2 separate regions of the Sus scrofa genome follow, and region 1 is linked to region 2. The links are chromatin contacts, called in public Hi-C maps. All regions are on one chromosome and are shown on one strand. The core of a region is the stretch at or near the end of the contact, and the rest is flanking DNA. Distances in the headings are between cores, read along the strand shown. Region 1 overlaps CABIN1 (calcineurin-binding protein cabin-1). Region 2 overlaps CABIN1 (calcineurin-binding protein cabin-1).

Region 1 (5,868 bases), core at 1,867-4,366, 36 kb after region 2:
TCCTCCCATATCAGGTCCACCTTGACACAAGACAGAGGCAGGTCACAGTGTGGCCAGGTGAGGCACACAGGAAGAGCCATTCCAAGAAACACACGCATTCAGTGTAGATGAAACCACATCCACTATGGAGCCTGAAGTGACTCCCACATACATAAGAGCCTACTCACCAACGGCGGTCCCCAAACCCTACTGTACAAGCTGGCACAGGCCTGGTCTCCTCAGGACAAGCGTGGGGGCAGAGAGTGAGTTCAGGGGGCCAAGCCAGAGAGCTGGTCCCACGGCGAGTGAGGCAGGGGCAGGCCACTGATGCCTCCACACCTCAGCGCCTGATCAGTCACCTGGTTGCCAAATACTGACTGAGCGCTTGCTCTGGGCAAGGGTTGAGCTGCATGTTGTGTGGGGTCATGGTGGGGACTCTGTGCAGTGACTAAACTGGAGGAAGAATATACTGAAAAGTGCCAGGCTGCGTTTTTAAATTTTCAGTCAATGTTCATGAAAACTAGTGTTTGCAAGGAGAGCCCCTCCTCCAGGCAGTGCAGTCCACCTGGGAGGCACAGGCCCCGCCTCACCTGCTGGGCCGAGTGCTCCTCCAGGTACCTGGCCTTGCTCTTCTTGCTGGGATAGCTGTACAGGCAGTAGAAGCACTGCTCCAAGGCCGTCTCCAGCTCCTCCTTGTAGGGGTGAGTGTCTTCAGAGGGGGACGCAGCAAGCTCCTTCTGGAGGACGCGCACCTAGGGCAGTGGCAGGAAGAGGTGCCTGGGAGTGGGCTGTAGCCCCTCCACCCCGGAGGGTCTGAACCCCAGTCAGTCTCCAGCAGTTTCTGCTACACGTGCTTACTTAGCCATTCATCTGGCCCCAAATACCCACTGAGCACCTTCTTCCACAGGCAGAGTGAGACACCTGTCTGCCCTTGGGAAGTTCATATTCCAAAGGTGAGGTGTGAACTGAATACGAGCCCATCAGACTTTCACAGACACACATCAGTGAGGACCACAGAGGTGATGACACCTGGGAGTCAGATGCCACAAGTACTGACACACCCAACTATTAGCAAACACACACCTTTTCAAGCATCCATGTATGTTTACCACAACTAGATAAAAAGCAAGTCTCAACAAATAACAAAGACCAGGTATAATATAGACCACATCCTCTGAATATAATCCAATACAGTTAGAAATCAATTACTTAGAGTAAATGATATCAAAACTTGTGGCATGTAGCTAAAAATGTACTTGGGATAAACTTACAATCTTCCAAACAGGTATTAGAAGAGTGATCACTAAACAAAGCATTCATTTTAGTAAGTTAGAAAAAACACAAAGCACATCCAAAGCAAGTAAAAAATACTAAAGTGGCAATTAAAGAACTACAAAGCAAAGAAAAAAAAAAAGGATCCATAAACCAATAGCTAGTATCTGGGGAAAATCTAATTCCGATAAACTTCATGAAAGACTGGTTTTCCAAAAAAAGGGAAAAGAAGCACAAATAAATGATTTTAGCAATGAAAAAGTAGGCATAACTACAAGTACTATGGAGACTTAAAGTCATAAGCAAACACCATGAACGATTTTATGCTTACGTGGATATTATTCCAAACATGTAACTGACTTTAGAAGAAAAAATCTAAACAAACCTATCATCACTAAATAAACAAAGTCAACAGTATAAACTTTCCTGAGGGTGGGGGCAGAGGGGTGGTGGTGGCAAAAGTGCTCTCTAGACCGGGGGTGCGGGGACAGGGGCAAAAGCTCCCAGGCAAACCCTGCATTGCCTCTTTCTGCACAGCCTGGCAGCTAAGAATGGCATTTACACTTTTATTTATTTTTATTTTGTATTTATTTATTTAGGTTTTTTTGGCCTTTTTGTCTTTTTCAGGGCCGCACCTGCGGCATATGGAGGTTCCCAGGCTAGGGGTCCAATCCAATCTGAGCTGTGGCTTTCACCCTATGCCAGAGCTCCTGCATTTTCCCTTCACCTACTGTCTATGGCTGCTCTGGGGCTACAAAGGGCATGCCAAGTAATTTCAACAGAGATCTATAGCCTAAAAGGCTAAAAAACTATCTGTCCCTTTCCAGAAAAGGTTTTGTTGACCTGTGGCCAACAGCATAAGACAAGGGAAAAAAAAGAACTATAAGGACTGAAGTGGGGGGAATAGCTATTTATGGATGATATGACTGTCTACCCAGGAAATTCAAGAAGTCTATAACCCACTAGAATTAATAAAAGCAATAAGCAAAGGAGCCATGCTTAAGAGAAATTTCACAGTCCATCACAAAAGGGACAGACTAAGAAAACCTGGGAGCAGGCCATATAGTCATGGCCCCTGCCACCTGCCCTCTACTCTTAACCACGCCCCCCCCAGTCCACACATGCTGCAGGGCCCCAGGCAGCATGGGGAGGTGGGGCAGGCACAGCCTCCTGCATACTCACTGGCAGGGCAGGGGCGGCAGATCCCAGGGCAGCCGGGCAGACAGTACATACCCCGCCTGGCACAGCTCTGCCCTCGGAGCTCACAAGGTGGGGCAGACACTCTGGCATCCACAGCTGGGGCTGGAGCCCCTGGACACTAGCCAGCTCCAGGGCCCTGAGCTGGAAGGGTCCCTTGGCAAGGCTCCACGTCCTCAGCACCAGAGCTTTGCAAACTGTGAAGTCCTACATGCACATGAGCTCTACACAGTCGCAGCCTCGGTTACTCCTTCTACCCACATATATTAAGCACCTACTGTGTGCTAGGGCCCTGGATGCAGCAGTGAACAAAACTAACAAAATTCCTAACTGCATGGAAGGTGCATCTCAACAGAGAAGAGACAAACAATAAATAAAATGGCATGCTAGAAGGTGACAGGTGGCGAGAGCCATGGGGGAGCAGAGGGCACAGAGGAGACAGAAAGACCCTGGAGGGAGGCTGCAGCCCAGGGAGTGTGCCGAGGAGAGGTTGGCAACTTTTGCTTAAAGAGTAGACAGCAAATATTTTGGTAGCTGGGGCTTCCCAGGCTGCCACAGAGCTGTATAAGCAGCCACGGGTGATCTGCAGGTGGTGGGTGTAGCTCAGTTCCACCACGTCTATTAATGGGCATGACAAGCTGGGCTGGGTGACACTCCGGGCTCTGACACCTGTCTGTGTGCCACCTGGCTTCCCACTCAACAGTGAGGCAGGGGACAAGGATCACCGCCTTGTCCTCAGCGAGCTTGGTCAATCTCAGCTGGCAAGTGAGAGGAGGCCTGGTCGTGCTCCCTAGCATTTACTGACTGGACAAACACACTGGCTACTGACTGAGCAGTAGCTGGAACGACCAGTGCTGCCAGGCAAACAGGACCCAGCAGAAGGCAGTGGTGAATGCAGTGATCACTCCTAGAATTACTGCTAGGGTAACCCAGTCAGCCCCCATGCCTGACATGTAACAGACTCAGTAAAGACCAGAGGATCCACATCCACCCACAGCTCAAGGTCCCCAGAGCTCCCAGCCTCGGGTCACAGGGAAACCAAGCTCGGACGTCTGGCAACTCTGAGCGGTCACAAACATGCAGCAGCAAGGGACGGGCAGGCAAGTCCCGCAGCACTTACATAGAATCGCAGCAGAGCCCCATCAGAGTTGCAGCACCAGGATCTCCGGCCCAGATATTCATGGGCTGTGTTGAGCAGCATGAGGGAGGAGGGGAGCATGGGTGGCTCAGCCATCACTGGGAAGACACCAGACGGACAGACAGGGTGAGCGTGGGAGTGGCAAGGCTCAGCCCCTCCACTGTTTGCTGTGGCACAGGTTCCCTGGCCTGGGAACTTCTGAATGCCATGGGCGTGGCCAAAAAAAAAAAAAAAAAAAAAAAGCAGAGTATTTCTTACCAGCTCCACAGAGACTGCAGAACAAAGTGGACAGAGGCTTACAAAAGGGTGTGACAGCCTTTCTGGTCTGGCTCCTTCCCAAGTCCAACACACACAGCCCACTCTGCTGGGTCCCTGCCCAGCTGTGCCCTTTGCCCAGCTCCATCAGGCCTCAGCTGGATGTCCCCCTCTCCCCAGGCCACTCATGCAGGGCACTGTTGGAGTTTTGGTGGTCCCATCTGTCTCCCCCATTGTGAATCCGTCAGAGCCAGGGGTTCTTATTCATGGGAAGTGACCAGTTGACAAACACCCAGGGAGGAAAGGAAAGGACTTCAGGCGAGAGAGCGAGTGGCAGAAAGGAACCAGCTGGTGGGCTCCATGGTCGCTGAACATAGTGGACCTTCTTTGCTGTCCACTTTGCTGAATTGCCAAATTACTGAGGAAAACCCCAATAAATTCAAGCTTAAGCTAGTTGAATAAGTACATAAATACATGTATTATAATCACAGCTATATAAAAGTACAGATATACTAACCAAGTCCAGACAGAAAGCGCAAGAAAACCAAGGGGAAAAATCCATTTGGTAGAATTATAGACACTCTTTACTTAAACGCCATTTAGCATTGTTTTCATGTAATTTCTTTCACTAACTACATTTTCTATCACTGCCCTGACACAGCTTGAGTGCCGTCTCCACAAAGGGTCCTGGCTGGCCACTGGCCCCTTCAGGCCTTCCACACGGCACTTGGCACCACCGAGCTGGCATCAACTTGCCACGACAGTGATGGCTTTACTGCTCCATTCTGCCCTCCAACAGCCCTGAGATGGGGCCTCTGTCACCAGTGTGGACCTGGGGAACAGGCGCTGGTATGGAAGGACTGGACCAAGGTCACACAGCTAAGAAGGGGAACCTCGGAGTTCCCATCGTGGCTCAGTGGTTGATGAATCCGACTAGGAACCATAGGGTTGCGGGTTCAATCCCTGACCTTGCTCAGTGGGTTAAGGATCTGGCGTTGCCGTGAGCTGTGGTGTAGGTTGCAGACGAGGCTCAGATCCCGAGTTGCTGTGGCTCTGGTGTAGGCCAGCGGCTACAGCTCCGATTTGACCCTTAGCCTGGGAACCTCCATATGCCATGGGAGCAGCCCAAGAAATGGCAAAAAGACCAAAAAAAAAAAGGGGGCGGGGGGGACCTGGGCTTGCTGGCTCCAGGAAGGAGCTGGCTGGCACTTCTCATGGGCACCCGCCACCTGTGCCAGACATGAAACACTTCACACCATGACCCCACCCCCACCGCATGATGGGCTCCCTGAGGAGCCTCTGCCTCTGTCCGATTGCCCAGAAACCCTGCTGCCCAAGCCCAAGCCTGCTGGTGGCTCCTGGACAGGGCTGCAACTCTGCAGATACCTGGGCCAAGGGCCTCCCCTACTGGACCATGGTCCACACCTTCATCCACTGGGTTCTGGAGCTGCTGCTGGTGGCACAGGGAGTGGAAGGTGTCCTCCTCCTGCCGAATAATCCGGTGTAGGATGATCCAGGGCAGCACTGAGGATACATGGGGTTCCTTGGGCTCCTCCTGCACGGCCATGCTGCAGTCTATGACCTGGGGGGACGAGAAGTCACACAGGGCCAGCTCTCCGCCGGGACGCAGCCTCAGGGCCAAGTGGGCTGGGTGCAAGGGGGCACACTGCCTGCCCATCCCCACCACTTTGATGAGTTACACCAACACAGCAGCATCCCTATATGTCATTCCAGAGCGCCAGGGCTGGGGGCAGGGGGGCCAGGGGCGGGGAGAGGAGTGCCAGCTCTGATCGTCCTCCCTTGTGCCACATGGAGTTCTGGATGCCCCCAGCACCTACTGTGTGCTTGGCCTTGTGCCAGACATGAGGGTAGCAGAGATGGATGGGGCATGGGGGAGCGGACAGCCCAGGGGGAAGAGAGCCCAGGACCAGCCTAGCTGCTGTGGTGCAAACAGACAAGGGCTGTGGTGGGGCCACAGAGGTGGGGTGGGGACAGGCAGAAGGCTGCCCTGAGCAGTTGTGCTGCGG
Region 2 (5,559 bases), core at 396-2,895:
GCCAACTGGGAGGGCTTTGGATAAGAGGGGGGGCCTGGTTCTCACCCAGATGTCTGCTCTGGCCTCAGGCTGACCAACCAGGGGGCCTTCCTCCCAAATTAGGGCCTCATGAGCACTGGGGCTCCAGGGCAAGAACATTTAACAAGACAAGTCCTGATGACCATAATAACTCCCATCAGTATCAGCAACAGGAAGTGAGGACAAACAACCATGTTGGGGGCATGGGGAGCCTGTAGGTGCCCAAGCCGGGGAAAGGCACTGGCCCCGGGCATGAGAAGGAGCTCAAGTATCCCTGGTCACCCCCACAGATGGGGCAAAATCAGTCACCTTTTGTCTGAGTGCCTGAGGAGCAGAGCTGTGGCTGGCTAGAGGGTGCCTGGCCTGGCAGAACGCCAAGCTGAGTGGGAATGCTGGGCACCTGTCCAGAACCCCCAGCACAGGCAAGGATGCAGACCCGGGAAGGCACACTCATGTGAAGCAGTGGAGCACTGAAGCCCGTACCCCACCAGGGACAGCCAGACAGTGGGGTACTCTGCAGCAGTGACCAAGAAGGCACAAGCACTGCCTGTGCCATGGGTGCCAACGGCTGAGCCAGGCCACGCAGAGGTGCCCAGGTGGTAGGTGGAGACAACGGCCACATCTCAGGCTGTCCCACTTGAGCCAGGGCAGGACCTGGAGCCCCACCTACAGCCACACCCCTTCTGGTACCTGCACTGCCCTTGGAAAGCACCAGCAGATCCACAGATAAGCCCTGCAGCCCAATTTCCCAAGCTCAGGGCGAGCTGTGAGATGGGCCAAGAGTGAGCCAAGTGTGTGCCCAGGGCTCCTGTCCACCTGCACGACTACCTGCCAATGGGTTTAGTGGCTGGAAGCCAAGCCCACCAGGGTCCAGAGTCTGTGCTTTTCTCAGTGACCCAGGGCTACCGCCAGCCGCAAGCTGCTTGCCTGAGCTGCAGGCAGACCCCCACATAGGGTGGGGGGCCCAGGCAGGGCAGCCCGGAGGGAGCAGAACAGCATCTCCCTTCCATTCCCTCAAACCCTGGCCACAGCTGCTGCCACCCACACAGCCAGGGAGAAGTGGGAACAGGGCTGGCCAGGCACCCGCTCCCTGTGCTTCTTTCATGGTGGCTGGAAACTGGGTTGAAACAAGAAAAAAACCCTGCCTGCTAAAATCAGCAAACATTTTGGGGAAGGAGGGAGAGCCATCTCTAGCTTGGTTACTATGGGAACATTTCCGAATCTGCTACAAGGAGGATGGAAGTTCGCCCTGGACAGAGCAGCCCAGCTCCAGCCTCCACGGGCCCACCACCTGAAAGTGCATACCACACATGAGTCCAGCACCCACCTACAGCGAGAGCCGTGCCTCCAGCCCACAGGACTCCTCGTGGGTCCCAGCCTCTCCTTTTGCCCCACAGCACCCTACAGGGGCCCACACAAGGGGACCAGCATTTAGGGCTCTCCCACAAGCCTACAAGTGTCCTTCTGGGCCTTCACTGTGCATTCCTGGCCTCCTCTGCAATGGACAGCCCCTCTCAGCAGTGCCCTCAGGCTCAGGCCCTAGCCTGGCTTCCCTGCCTCCCCCCAGGCCTCTGTGTCCTCCCTGCCCCACGCCACCCCCAGTTCACCTGAGAAGGTCACATGCCACATGCCTTCTGCTTGCCCCTCCCCAGGGCCCAGGCCAGAATGAGCCAGGGCAGGGAAGGCCACAGGACCTTGACCGGAAATGTCCAACCACGCCAGCTCTGATCTGCAAAGACCAGGTCAGCAGGGAGAGGCCTGGGGTGATGTGCCTTCAGGTGGGCCTAAGACCTACCCCAGACACGAGCCCTGGACACAAGCCCTGCCCAGGATCTAGCCTGTTCCCCACACGGCATATGAAAAGGTGGTGGAAGCTTTTGCCTCAGTCAAGCTGTGCGACGGCTGGGCTGGAGACACGCCAGGTACATTCCTCTCCCTCAGACGCTCCTCCAGCCACATGGCTGGGCTGCTATGTGCCGCGTCTCTGCCACAGGGCCCAGGCCACCTGCCCCCCAATTCCTTACACACACCCAGCCCTTTGCTGGCCCCTCATGTTCCCCACCAAGGCCCAGCTGGTGCTGCTCTCAGGATATTCCAGCCCCACACTCTCTCCTGCCTGCTCCCTGGCTGAGCAGCACCCACCTTCAGCAGGAGCCCTGCCTCCAGCCCACAGGACTCCTCGTGGGTCCCAGCCTCTCCCTTTGCCCCACAGCACCCTACAGGGGCCCATACGGGGGGACCAGCTTTTAGGGCTCTCCCACAAGCCTACAAGTGTCCTTCAGCAGGGCCCACAGCAGCCAGCACTGGCCAGGCCAGGGGCACACACCTGGAGCCAGCTCCAGGGAGATGATACACAGACATGCAGTGAGCACCTCCTTGGGACACAAAGAGGATGTGGCCCTGGCACAGATGAGCGGGGGTGACCACCCACCAGAGGATCCCAGGCCCGGGCAGACTGCCCCTCTCCTAGGGAAGGTCTCCAAGGCTTAGTGCCTGCCTGTGAGAAAACAGAAGTTACCCAAAAGCCCTCTCCCTGTACAAACACACGCACACACGCGCGCACACACACACACATACACACACACACACACACACACACACACACACACAATGTGCGTGAGAGAAGCTGCATAACAAACTTATATGATTTTGTACACATGCCCCTGAAAAAAGAGCAGCAAGCCGTTCACAGAGGTGCTCGAAGAAGGGCAGGGTGCCTGGAGGTGGGACCAGGGGTGTGGGCTCCACTGCGTGTGTCTGACAACATGGCCTTAGGTGGCTCACAGTTTTCAAAAACTAGCACTAAAAAGTAACAGGTAGGTCTCCTAGCCCAAGCCCTGAGGCAATGGGGGCTTCAAAGACAGCAGGTCAGAGTGCCGAAGGCCCTTCATCAGCCTCCCTTCACATCCTCCCAAGGGTCAGCCCCCGCCCAGGTCGAAGCAGTAACCCCCAGTGCACACTGGAAGGGAGACGGGCAGCCCGCTCATCCCGAGCCACAGCACAGTTGCCGACAAGGTCCCACCAGCAGTCAGCCCAGGGCCGCCCTAAACACTCCTCTGTAAACGTGGCAGGGAAGTTTACAGAGGACAAATGCATGCTGAGCGCATGCAGGGCCAGCACTTTCCAGTATGCTGGCTGCGAGGCATGGCTGGGAGCCAGCCCGAGGGTCCACCTGTAGCAGCCGCAAGGAAAGAGTGTGTGGATCGGCAAGGGCCATCTGCCACCAGCCAGTGGGGAGCCTGCCCCTGGGTACCACATGAAGGGGGTGCAAGCATCTGTCTGCCCTCTGCCCAGAGGTTCACCTTTCACTGGGAAGCACAGAGGAACAAAGGCTGACCCAGAAGAGGCAGGACCACCCAAAACGTCCCGTTCAGCCTGGGGTTCCCCGGTTCCTACAGGGCTTCTAGCTGTGGGGGCAGCATTACCCAGATGATGGCCTGTGTCCCCCTTGCAGGCACAGCCTGACTGCCCTTCTGGGGGGATTCACTTTCTGGAAGGCTCTGGAAACCACAGGAGGAGCTATGGAGAGTGAGCCCAGCGGGGAAAGGGCTCATAGCACCTGGCCGCCCTTCTGATGTGCTGGGGACAGGCGTCTGAAGGGCTGGCCTCCAAAACTTCGTTGTTGGGAAAACAGGTGTCTCACCCACAGGAGAAAGTCAGATTGGGCCAAAGCACCCCCACTGAGGGGGCAGGGAGAGAGGGAGTCTCTTCCTGAGCCCCAGGTCAGAGGGGGGCACTCTCATTACCTAACTGGCTGCTCCTCTGGCAAGTGATGGGAGCCCAAGGAAAGGAGACTAGCAGGAGAGTGGGGAGACTAAGCCACAAGCCCGGCTCAGAAGAAAAGTTTGCACAACATCAGAGAAGGCCCCTTTCACTAATATATCAAGAGTTCTTACAGATTAATTTTAAAAAGAGCCAATAATCCAACAGGAAAATGAACAAGAGTAGAAACTGCATAGAAAAAAATTAAAGCTGCTCACCCGTTATCACATTCCATCCCATTCATGCTGAACAGAACACGAGTGTTTATGACCCACTGAAGAGAATGTATGGGTCAGTTCATTAACAGAGAAAGTCCCTGAGTTCAGAGTTGAGGTGGGGCTCGACCTTGTGGGGTATGGCCTCAAACTTCAAGGCACAGCAAACACTTCTGCCTCTCAGAGTTTATCCTAGAAGTGGTCTCCCACACACGTGCAGAGATGTGTGCACGGGCGCTGCCTACAACAACTAAACGCCCATTAACAGGGGTGGCAGGTAAACTAGAGGACAGACATATGACTGGGGTTTTTTTTTTGGCTGTGCCTGCAATCGAGCCTGTGCCATAGCAGTAACCTGAGTCACAGCAGTGACAATGCTGGGTCCTTAACCTGCTGAGCCACCAGGGAACTCCAAGGGACAACCACATGCTGGCAGTACAGGGCAGCTAATTAAAATAATACCAAGTTCTAAAACACCCTCCAAAACACACTCTTAAGTGAAAAAGAAGCCAGGAGCGGATACCTCTGGAAGGACACAACTGGATAAGGGAGAGTGGCTGTGGCCTGGGCTATCCTGGGTGGGAAGGGGCTTCTCTTTCATTGCAAACCTCTTGGTACCATGTAGACTGACTGCAGGTTACAGGTACTACTCGTCTATAAAACACTCACAGACAGAGGGGGCTTCCAGGCTCTGGAGCTCCTGACTAGCCCCTGGGTCAGGCCTGGGAAAGGAGAGTCATGGATCCAGACACCCATCACATGGTGGGCTCTCAGAGGAGACCTCACGCTACATATGCCTGGAGAACCAGCCTTTGCCACACCCCTGCAGACCCAAGACAGGCCCCCTTGGCTCCTGTGCAGGACAATCCCGCCCTTCAGTTTCCCTACATGTAACCAAGGCAAATACAGAAGAAACCAAAGCTCAGAGGACCTGTGTGACGTGCCAGAGCCAGCTAGCTGAAGACAAGTGAGGAAGACAAGCAAGGCCCAGAGGTGGGGCCAAGGGAGCGGCCAGTTCTCTCTATGGGGGCAGAGCCCAGGCTTGGGTGGGGTGGCCAGGAGGGATAGATGTGGTTTCAGGGGGCCTTAGGGACAGACCATGTTCTGCCTGAGGGTGGGTCCCTACCCTGCACAGGATGTCAGAATTGAAAGAGCACTGAAAGCCCAGCACCATCCGCCTTTGTTCTTTTCAGGAGGAGATGGGCTTCAATCAGAAATTCCAGGTGCCTGAGACCACCCGGGGGCACGTGGAGCTGCCCCGGAGGAAGCAGGGCATGGGCCTGGAGCCCCTATCACCACCGCCTGCTAGGGCCCCAGAGGACCACACAGACGGGCAAACCAGTGCTGGGAGTGGGCAGCGACTTGCCAGAAGTCGCATGGCAGGCGGGGCCCCACTCCTGAGTCTGGTGCCCCCCCAGCCTGTCCTCTGAGGATGCCACAATCTGATGGCACTGGGAATGCCCACCCAGGGGTCCGTTCCCACGCGTCCGTGGAAAGCACTGGTGGCGGGAAGCCTCAGAAATCAACAAGGCAAAGTACTCACGTTGAAGAAATTGGTCTTGTT

What was found. Hi-C and Micro-C count contacts between places; a contact is called where the count stands out from the background.
Region 1: a contact with region 2 is called in a Hi-C map of liver, with 20 times the contacts expected there. The contact joins two enhancer-like sites. A contact is called at or near these places in 1 of 5 promoter capture datasets (liver), 6 of 47 Hi-C or Micro-C datasets (embryonic fibroblasts, epiblast stem cells, liver and 1 more) and 1 of 2 datasets of contacts at active chromatin or transcription factors (skeletal muscle).

Annotation. Positions count from the first base shown.
Region 1 is chr14:49,749,180-49,755,047 of Sscrofa11.1, forward strand. It overlaps CABIN1 (calcineurin-binding protein cabin-1), which reads right to left. Exons shown (of 37, transcript XM_013983138.2): 18 at 5,267-5,423; 19 at 3,569-3,684; 20 at 570-731; 21 at 1-20. Among named protein-coding and RNA genes, the nearest start is that of CABIN1, 36 kb to the right of the region's middle. Within about 2 kb of position 3,117, at least 5 of the 83 cell types and tissues checked have an H3K27ac peak or open chromatin away from gene starts, as enhancers often do. A contact at or near this core is called in liver, where this site is marked.
Region 2 is chr14:49,714,441-49,719,999 of Sscrofa11.1, forward strand. CABIN1 (calcineurin-binding protein cabin-1) reads right to left here. Exons shown (of 37, transcript XM_013983138.2): 29 at 5,539-5,559. Among named protein-coding and RNA genes, the nearest start is that of SUSD2, 33 kb to the left of the region's middle. Within about 2 kb of position 1,646, at least 9 of the 83 cell types and tissues checked have an H3K27ac peak or open chromatin away from gene starts, as enhancers often do. A contact at or near this core is called in liver, where this site is marked.